Regions from separate parts of the Mus musculus genome. Here region 2 is linked to region 1. The links are chromatin contacts, called in public HiChIP or PLAC-seq maps. All regions are on one chromosome and are shown on one strand. Each heading gives the region's core, a stretch centred on a gene start, on an enhancer-like site or on the middle of the called end of the contact. The rest is flanking DNA. Distances are from core to core; before and after follow the strand shown.

What was found. HiChIP or PLAC-seq counts read pairs in DNA pulled down with a chosen protein or histone mark.
Region 2: an HNF4G HiChIP or PLAC-seq map of pancreatic cancer cells shows a contact between it and region 1. The contact joins the enhancer-like site here to the promoter of Mettl22 in region 1. A contact is called at or near these places in 6 of 39 promoter capture datasets (the C10 cell line, the HPC-7 cell line, erythroid cells and 3 more), 2 of 484 Hi-C or Micro-C datasets (B cells and double positive thymocytes), 5 of 115 datasets of contacts at active chromatin or transcription factors (astrocytes, embryonic stem cells, microglia and 2 more) and 2 of 9 other capture datasets (adipose tissue and liver).

The regions. Positions count from the first base shown.
Region 1 is chr16:8,468,118-8,473,326 of GRCm38.p6, reverse strand. It overlaps Mettl22 (methyltransferase like 22), which reads right to left and starts at 2,514. Exons shown (of 11, transcript NM_146247.1): 1 at 2,462-2,514. Gm30012 (a long non-coding RNA gene) reads left to right here and starts at 2,176. Exons shown (of 5, transcript XR_384641.4): 1 at 2,176-2,384; 2 at 3,732-3,784; 3 at 4,113-4,251.
Region 2 is chr16:8,808,192-8,813,153 of GRCm38.p6, reverse strand. No RefSeq gene overlaps it. Among named protein-coding and RNA genes, the nearest start is that of 1810013L24Rik, 19 kb to the left of the region's middle. Within about 2 kb of position 2,258, at least 77 of the 459 cell types and tissues checked have an H3K27ac peak or open chromatin away from gene starts, as enhancers often do. A contact at or near this core is called in embryonic stem cells and pancreatic cancer cells, where this site is marked.

The sequences.
Region 1 (5,209 bases), core at 1,265-3,764:
CTATCTAATAGTAGAGATTGTCTGTTTAATAATAGACACGCAGCTGGGCGGTGGTGGTGTAGATGCTTTTAATTCCAGCACTCAGGCTGAGGCAGAGCTCTGTGGCTCTGAAGTCAGCATGGCCTACAGAGTGAGTTCCAGGACAGCCATGGCTACACAGAGAAACCCTGTCTCGAAATCAAAACAAACAAACAAACAACGCTCCCCAAAATAGAGTCCCTATATATAATAGATCATTTGCCTAATAACAGACTATATTCCTAATAGAGACCACCTACCTAATAATGGAGACTATCAAATAATATATACCCATCTATCTAAGAGACCATCTATCTAATAAGAGACCATATATTTAATAATGTATTATCTAGCAATCATCTATTAATACATATTATCTATCTTATCCAGTAAAGCATATTACCTACTATCTACTATCTATCTATCTATCTATCTATCCATCTATGATTTCTCCTTTGAATTCTCTTAAAAGTGAACTGAAGACAACATGACATTTTACTACTGAATTCTTTCATTACCTGTCTCTGAGGAATACTTTCCTATATAACTATATACTACAATTAGAAACCATATCCAAGCCACAGTGGTTGCAAACAGGAAGGCTTTCCTTCCAACTAACTGTTCTACCTCACCACAGAGCACCAGCGGAAGTCTGACGGGCCTCGAAGCTGGGCAACTAGGTATAAACTCTGGTCCCCCACCTCCCAGCTACAGACCTCGGGGGGAATCACTTTCCTCTCTGGACCTGCTCTATCAGCCATATTGCCACCTTGCAGGAGTGTGGGAGTGGGGTGAGGTGTGGGAAAAGCTCTGAGCAGAGTCTTTGAATTACAACAGGTGTGAAATAGCGGCGACTTCTTTGCCACGAGGTTGGTTTCATGTGTTTGGCCCAAACCTGCCCTTCTCCAGTGCCTACAGGGACAATTCCTACGTGGTTGGTGTGCTTACGGTGAGTCAAACTCTTAGGAGCCTCCATTTGTTTTCAAACTGGAAGATGGAAACGGTTTAATTTTATTATCATAATTCAGATGTCTTCATGCTCTAACTGCCCACAGCTGGAGCTTTGTATATGGATGAGTGCCAGGGAACGGCAATGGCGCCAACCCAGAAAGTTCTTCTCCGAGTTTGCTTTGTTTCCCTCCACAGCATGATAAGCCAGCGAAAACGTAAGCGGGTAAGCAGGTGTGAACTGGGGCTGGGAATGAAACCAATGTGGGATTTCATGTGAATGAAATCAAAGAAGTACTCAGCCTTCAGCAAAACCACTGGCAACAAAAATCAGACATGATTCAGGCAGAGGAAACACAGCCTAGCCCTAACCACCTACTGGTTCGAGGTAGACTGGCTCCCCTAGTTCTGAATGGAAGACAAGATTTGGCTTTTGGTTTTGGTCCAAAAAATCCTCTCTGCCATCTTTGGGAACACTGACCATGAATAAGAGGATAGAATGTGTTGTTATGGTACACAAATTTACACCTCAGAGGATGCATGTTCATTGTTCATTCTGTAAGTGGGAATTATATGAGGACCAAATCGTCTAACATATAGGTGGAAAACAAATTCTCTACTAACCTCTGGTCGACTTCGTCTACTTAAAAGTATGAATGAAGCAGGTTTCCCAGGAAATGTGGCCTGAGAGAGAAGTCCCAGGTCATGAGCCTCCTTTAAGGGTTTCGCCTGGGAATCAGCATTCTGGAAATAGGGAGGCACTGAGGCCTGTGTGAGGATTAAACGTGACAACCGTCCCTTTCAGGGATCATCAGTAACTTGTAAGTAGCTACAGGATCATGTTTATAGAAAAGTGTCCCGGGGAGATGGCTAGAGACCTTGAGACAGTTTCTCTACTTAGAAAATGCATGGTATAGAGAGGTGTCCAGTTTCTCCTAGGTACTGCTGGAAAAGCAGTCCCAGGTTTCATGTTGCAAATTCATTCCGGTAGGGGAGCTGGCAGGTCGTCTAGGCAATTCCGAGACGGCAGAGTTGGATTCCCAAGAATTCTTCAAGGGTTACAGCCACTGTTATTCCCCAAACCAGTCTACCGGGGTGGACAGAACTCCCCTCCTCCCAGGCAGGTGGATGCACACCCACTGGACAATCAAAACTTAGGAGCTGGGAGAGGGAACGCCAGGAAGCTGGAGGGCGCAGGGCTCAGAGGTGCAGGAAAGGGCTGGCCACGCGCGCAGGGCGGCGTCAGCGGCTCCAGGGACCTCCTCCATTAGCGGCCAGTCACTCTGAAGAAGCCAGTCGCTAACCCGGCCTCTCCTTCCCTTCCTAATCCGAGACAGAGTGGGACTGCCTCACCCAGCACGGAAACCGAGACGTCCCATACAGAAAGGGAAACTGAGGCTGAGGGTTCAGACTTCAAGGTCGTGTAAGCTTGGCTCTCAAAGCCAAGATGCTCCCTGGGTTCTTCCCGGTCCCGCCCCCTCTCCCGGGCTCTTACCCGCCATGACACTGGTCTGAAGTCCCACGCGGAACCCTAGCCATGGGGCTCAGGAAGCCGCCATGACGGACAGCTTGCGCAGGCGCGGTCCAAGCGCCGGCTCGGGTCGCGCATGCGCACGCGGCGGCAGCCGCTAGCTAACACCTGATGCTCTCGCTCAGCCCTGTGGCGGCCACTGGAGGCTCAGCTGTCACCTGGTCGGATTGCTCATATGGCCGTCCAGAGTGGGGACGCCTCTGCACTTCGGTGTTTGGAATCCCTCCTGTAAAAAATTTAAATATGGCTAAGAATCTCAGCGGTGTAGAGAGCCCAGCACAAGAAAAAAAAGTTAAATAATTTGCTTTAAGTGTTAGAGTCATTAAAGATCAGAGTCCTAATAAGCTGTATTTAACCATTGTTCCTAAGTATGCCCAGGAAACAATTAATAGGCAAAAGCAGAAGACAAAAACATACAATGACCCACCCAAGTACATGTTTCGGGCACCGATAGGATATTTATGTTTAAGTAGAGTGCTATAGTTATGCATAGCTAAGCAGTCCTGGTCTGGGTATGGTACTGCCCATCATTGCTCCATCCTTTTTTTTTTTTTTTTTTTTTTTTTTTTTTTTTTTGGCTTCAATCTATCCTGCAAGGAGTTTTGAAAAGTTGTAATTCTCTTCCTGGAAGACAGTGACTCATCTGTTTGGTCCCTGGTATTAACCTTTATCTCCTCCCAGCTTGGGACTGTTGGGGAAAATCAAAATTTGGGGGTTGACTGTTTCAATAATCTGATAGCCAAAGGGAGGGGCACAAGTGTGTTACGTTTAGAATATCCTTATTCCGGCAAGGCAGGCAGGCTGGAGGATCACTCAGCCACTAAGTGGTGAGGATTCAAATTGGAGGGTGAGGGATCCGGAGTGTGTTAGCCAGCATGCCCCTTGTTTCTTCCCAGTGTTATGTATACCCTGCGTTTAGCATCCTTACAAGCAATTGGCAGGACTAACGGATCTAGTCATCAAGTCTCCAGTAACGATGATCCCGGATCTTTCTAAGTTGGAGTCTAGCATAAAATGAAATAGGACACAAATATTACACCTTAGGTAAACCTTATCCTGTTCAGAATGCTGAGAATGGTAAGTGCTTAAGGTTGGAGGCTGTATTTAGTCACTTATTTTTGTGGCTGTGATAAATACTCAGGAAAAACCACTTAAGGAAATAATGACTTCTTTTGTCTCATGCTTTCAGAAACCACCTAAGGAAATAATGACTTCTTTTGTCTCATGCTTTCAGAGGTCCAGCATTGCTAGCTCCATTGCTTTGGAACTGTGGGAGCTAGAGCACAGGTAATGGGAGGCCAAGCGCTAGACCCAAAGGCTCAATGACATATTGTCTCCAGCTAGGCTCCACCTCCAGAGGGTTCCACCCACTGGATTATAAATCTAACAGTGGATGAATCTACCCATGAAGGCGTCTGATCCCTATGATCCCACACAGGGGCTAACACAGGCTCACACTGAAATCCCCACCTCTGATCAACACTTGCATAGGGGCCAGGCTTTGAATACATGCTCACTTCTGGGTACACTTTGATCTAAACTGTAGCCGAGGCAAATGTGAATCTCATGTCCTCTATTTGCTTTCCGCTTGCCCCCTGGATTATCTGAACGTTAGGGCTCAAAGAAGAAGTGTGGCCAATTGCAGAAGATGGGGCAGAGAGAGCCCATGGACACTCCAGGCTCCGGGTGAATTCTCATCTCTTTTCCCTAGAAGCAGAGCAGAATGAAGTGACCATCAAGGCCACATCTTCCTTGTAAGTAAAGCATCAAGTTTCTGGGCTATCCCAAACTGCCTCGACCAACTTTCAGAAGCCACTGCTTTCTGTTGCTATTTTCCTGATGGCTACACAATGCTGAGCAGACACCTCCCCACACCAAGACACATGGATGTAGAGAGTCAGGCAGGCATAGCAACACATGCAGATGAGCACACGTGTATATTCTGCCAGGATAGAAGCACACTAGTGTGATCATGGGAAATTTTTATTCTAAGCAAATATCTATCAAAGAAAAGAAGGCTATCAGAATGTCTCCTAGGTGTGGGACATGAGGGAAGAGGTTACATCAGACAAGTCTCTGCTCTCATGATACTTCTGTTCTGCTGGGGAAGGGCCAGAGAACAAGCAGATATATTTTAAAAGTACAGAGTGCTGGATAGAGAGTTGGGGAATGGAGAATGGTCAGGTGGCCTGGGAAGGCCAGGTTGTATGTCAGGAGGAGCAGGGGCTGAAGGAAGCAAGGAAGGAGAGAGCTGGGCAAAGTATTTAGCAGAGATGATTCCGATTCTCCCTGGGTAGGCCGGGCTTTGATGGTTTTCTCTGGACTGCCCATATGTGTTAAGTAGCTGAGCAGAGAAAATGTAGTGGTCTGGGCAGCTTGTCAGTGTGATCCTGAGGCATTTAATGCCTTTTCAGCTTCCTATCGTTTTCAGAGACATGTTTAACCCCCTGCTCCCAGCCCTGTTAACCGTTCCAGCTTCACTTCCTTACACGTCCTTCATAACCATGGGCAGCATCCATTTCCTTCTTCTTCCATAACTGTGTAAGACCTCCCCAGACTTTAAAAACCACGCTTCCCTGCTTCCCTTGCAACGAACATGGCCTATAGCTAATGGGAATAACGGGAAGTGAGAGAATGTGGCATGGGATAGTTCTTGGGAATTTTCCCTTAAGAGGAGATGAGGATGGCTGAGATTAAAGCTTAATGAAGAGC
Region 2 (4,962 bases), core at 1,009-3,508, 340 kb before region 1:
GTGCTCCATGACACACACAGGCACACATGCGTGTGCACACACACGTACATACATACACACACACACACATGCACATATCACAGGAACATAATAATAAACAACAATAAATGAGATATAATTATTCTATGGATGGCCCCCTTTATTTGATTTTTAATTTAGGTTTATTGTTTTATTGTATGTGCACTACATGCATCTGAGTAGTCAGAATAGGGTGGCGGATTGCCTAGGACTGGAGTTATAGGAAGTTGGGAGCCACTATTTGGATTCTGTTCCCAGAACCCAGATCTCCATGAGAGCAACAAGTGTTCTAAGCCGCTAGCCATCTCCTTTTGAGTCAAGGTATTAAGTCACTAAGGCTGGCTCCACCCCACTTTGTAGGAAGGATGACCTTGAACTTGGAGCTGTCTGCCTCCAGCTCCCTGGTGCTGAGGTTACATGAACACCCTCAGCATCTCACTACATTTATTATTTATTATTATTATTAATTTTTCCTTGTTGTTTTTGTTGGGCTTTTTCTTTTTCTTTTCTTTCTTTCTTTTCTTTTCTTTTCTTTTTTTTTTTAAATAAATGTAGCCATGGATGGCCTGAAACTCAATATTGTATTCCAGTCTTAGCCTGGAACTCACGAAACCCCACCTGCCTTTACCTCCCAAACGCTGGGCTTAACGGCCTGCTCCTCATCATTGCTCAGATGGAGTCTCATGGAGCCTCCCTCCCACCCCACAAGAAATGGAGTTGTCCCTGTGATCTCCTTGCCTCTACATCCCCAGTGCTGAGAGTACAGGCATGTGCCCCTTGCCTGGCTTGGATTCCTCTGTAATAAGAGTGGGTTTTACACTGTAGGACAGGCTAGTCTGGAAGTCGTTAGTCAAGATATAGCCCTGGCTGGACTTAAATGTGTAGCTTCCTCTGGGCTCAGCTTCATGATTCACAGGACAACAGATGTGTCCCCATAACCAACTCCAAAGCAGTTTCCTTTTTACCTTCCTTTCCTTTTGTGTCTATAATTGTTAGTGTTAACTGTCCACTTGACAGGATCTAGGCTTCTAGGAGAGTGGGCCTTGGCCATGCCCCTGAGAGGTTATCTTGATTAGGTTTATTAAGGTAGAAAGGCTAGCCCATTGGGGGCAGGGGGTGTCATTCCTTCTGCTGGGATCCTGAACGGTCCAGTGGAAGGCAAGCTAAGTACCCACCTTCACCCACTGTGCCTCTTGTGACCAGCTGCTTCAAGCTGCTATTGCTTCCACCTACCCCCACCCCCATGATGGACTGTACCCCTTAACTGTTAGCTGAAGTAACCCACTCCCTTTTGTGCTTTCATTTACATATGCCTTTAATTTCAGCACTCAGCAGGAAGAGGCATGTGAGGGGTTGGTCTACACGTGTCCTGGTGCACACACGTGTGGTAACTGGGACAACCCGCAGGAGCTGACTCTTACCACATGGGGCCTGGGGATATATTGTTGATGGATGTGTTGCGTGTGTGTGTGTGTGTGTGTGTGTGTGTGTGTGTGTGTGTGTGTGTGTGTTAAGGGCATGCCAGAGGCCCTCAGAAGCCAAGACGGTGATGGGTCCCTTAGCACTGGAGTTAAAGAAACTATGAGCCACCACTTGGGTTCTGGGAATCTAACGCAGACCCTCTAGAAGAGCAGCGGGTGCTCCTAACCACTGAGCCATCTCTTCACTGCAGAAGCTACAGGTTTCAAAACCTACTCTGAGAAGTGGCATCTACCTCTCTGCTGTGTTCTATGAATTTGTTCCCCCAATTCACTAAGTCCAGACCTCATGAGTATCACATACTGGAATAGACACCAATAGGCCAGCCTGGTTTACAGAGTTCCAGGACAGCCAGGGTCACACACACACACAAACTGTCTCAAAAAATAACAGCAACAAAAATATCAATCAATCATAAGAGAAAAGGTTTTGAAATGCAATCTCCCTAAGTTGTCCAGGCTGACCTTCACCTACCTCACTCTCCAGATCAGGCAACCCGTGACCTTGAGATCACCTGCCTCAGCCTCCCCACAACCTAGAGCAGACCCGCATTGCCAGGTTCACAAAACTTTCTTTCAGGCTCAAGCAAAGCTTCTCCTGGGCCCAGGCAACTCTCTGGGCTTTTCTGCCATGTGAAGATGCATCGTGACTCAGCATGACTCAGTGTGACTCAGCAACCACGGGACCATTCCAGTGTGACTACCCAGGTGCTCCCCTCTTGTGTCTGTGAACTCATCACACAAGGCCTCCCAGGAAGAGTGCAGCCTGAAGACTCCTGCCTTTCAGGAGCTGGGAAGGAAGAGGCAAGGTTCCATTGGACAGAATGAGTCACATGGGCCGCCTGGATGAGTCAGGCACCAGAATTTCCATGTCCTCTAATTTTAGGACCTGAAAGGTAAGGAAAACTGGACATTGGAGAGATGGTGACCCAGTTGCATTCGATAAAAGAAACTTTAGGAGCTGGAGAAATGACTCAGTAGTACGAGCGTGTACTGCTCTTACTTAAGACACAAGTTCAGTTCCCTGCACTTAAGCCTGCTCACAACCACGCATAACTCCAGCTCCAGGATCCCCGCCCTCTTCTATCCCCTGAAGGCACCAGGTACAAATCTGGTGCACAGATGCACATGTAGGTAAAACAGTTATACACGTAAAATAAATACATCTAAATTTTTTTTTGACAAAAGTATGTGGGGGGGGGGGGGTGGCTGGCGAGATGGCTCAGTGGTTAAGAGCGTCGACTGCTCTTCCGAAGGTCCCGAGTTCAAGTCCCAGCAACCACATGGTGGCTCAAAACCATTCTTAACGAAATCTGATGCCCTCTTCTGGAGTGTCTGAGGACAGCTACAGTGTACTTACATATAATAAATAAATAAATAAATAAATAAATAAATAAATAAATAAATAGGTTTTTTGGCTTTTTTTTTTTTTCTTTTGGTTTGGTTTTTGGAGACAGGGTTTCTCTGTATAACCCTGGCTGTCCTGGAACTCACTCTGTAGACCAGGCTGGCCTTGAACTCAGAAATCCGCCTGCCTCTGCCTCCGGAGTGCTAGGATTAAAGGCATGCACCACCACCGCCAGGTGACAAAAGTCTTATTATTTGGTTGAAACCCCGGCTGTTCTCCTGCCCTCAACCCCTCCGGCAACAGGTCATCATGGAATTGCCTTGTTTCTGGTAACACACCCAAGAGTGCCAACACAGGGGCAATCGCAGCTTCTCGCTAACACATCCTCAGCCCTCACCTCAGACCTATAAACCTCCCTTACCTGAGCCCAGATGCACGGTTTCTTTGACTCCTTCCCTTGGGACCTATGAACCTGCCCTGGAGCAGAATCTAAGAAACCTGCTTTTATCTATTCTTAGTCTGGCCGACATTGCGTCAGCAGGAAAACTGTGACTTGGGGGTGGGGGGTTAATCCAGTTGCATACTAGGTGACTACCATCCTAGCCAATGTGGCCAGTGTGCTAAAGTTGGGAGAAGACTGCTCAAAATGAACTGTTTTAGGCTGCTGGATCTCTCTCTCTCTCTCTCTCTCTCTCTCTCTCTCCACCCCCTCTCTTTTTCTCTCAATAACATTTTTCTTCTTCTTCTTCTTCTTCTTCTTCTTCTTCTTCTTCTTCTTCTTCTTCTTCTTCTTCTTCTTCTTCTTCTTCCTCTTCTTCTCCTTCTTCTCCTTCTTCTTCTTCTTCTTCTCCTCCTCCTCCTCCTCCTCCTCCCCCCCCTCCTCCTCCTCCTCCTTTTTTGGTTGTTTTTTGGCTTTTTGGTTTTTCGAGACAGGGTTTCTCTGTGTAGCCCTGGCTGTCCTGGAACTCACTCTGTAGACCAGGCTGGCCTCGAACTCAGAAAATAGCCTGCCTCTGCCTCACAAGTGCTGGAATTAAAGGCATGCGCCACCACACCCGGCAACAATAACATTTTTAAAGATATATTTGATTTGTTTTGGGAGGACTTATCTGTCCACTTGCCTAAACGGGAGGGAGTGCCTTGGCTCCCTGGAGCTGGAGTTACTGGCATTTGCAGGATAGAAACACAGCCTGAGCAATAGCATCCCGGCAAATGTCCCCACACTGCCTGCCACAGATACATGTTTTTGTTTCCATATATTTTATTTACAATGAGTCCCACTTGGTTCTTAATCTTTGTAGTGAGCTCAATTTTTTGTTATGGTGTGTTGTGTTGATTTCTTGAATATGTGTGTATGTGTGCATATTCATGTGTGTGCAGGTATTGTAGTTATGTAGATGTGTGCAGGTGTGTGGACCCTAGGACTGCCTGGATGTCATTCCTCAGGTACCATTCATCTTTTTTTTTTTTCTTCTTTCTTTTTCTTTTTTTTTTTTTTTTTTTTTTTTTTGACTCAGTGTGTCTCTGATTGGCCTGGAGACCAGTGCTTCCAATAGCTAATCGTTTGATAGTTTTCATTAACTGGGGGTTATTTTCACCATACTCAGTACACTTAGATGTGGGTGTTTTGCCTGCATGTGAGCCTGGTGGCTGTGGAGACCAGAAGAGGTCGGCAGATTCTGTGGAAATGCAGCATCTTAGGACTGTGACCACTATGTGGGTGCTGGGAATCAAATCCTGGCCCTCTGAAAGAGCATTACTCTTAAAGGCGGAACCATCTCTTGCACACCTTGGCTTTCTATGTGGGTTCTCCGGATCAACTCAAGTCCTTACATTGTAACAACTGCTTTCCTCTGGAGCCGTCTCCCGAGCCTGATGCTTTGTTTTACTCGGAGTGTGTTCACCTTCATTCTCCACTTTTTGGTACTTATTTTTATTTTATTAACAATGTATATGCTGTGTGTATGGGCGGAGAATAAAACAAGGAGAGGGATCCCGGACCCCAGCTGGAGCTGGTGTGAGCTCCCCGATGTGGATGCTGGGAATTGAGCTTGGGAACCCATAACCACTGAGTCCTCTCTCCAGCCTGTGTTTCATTCTCTGAAACAAGGTCTTGCT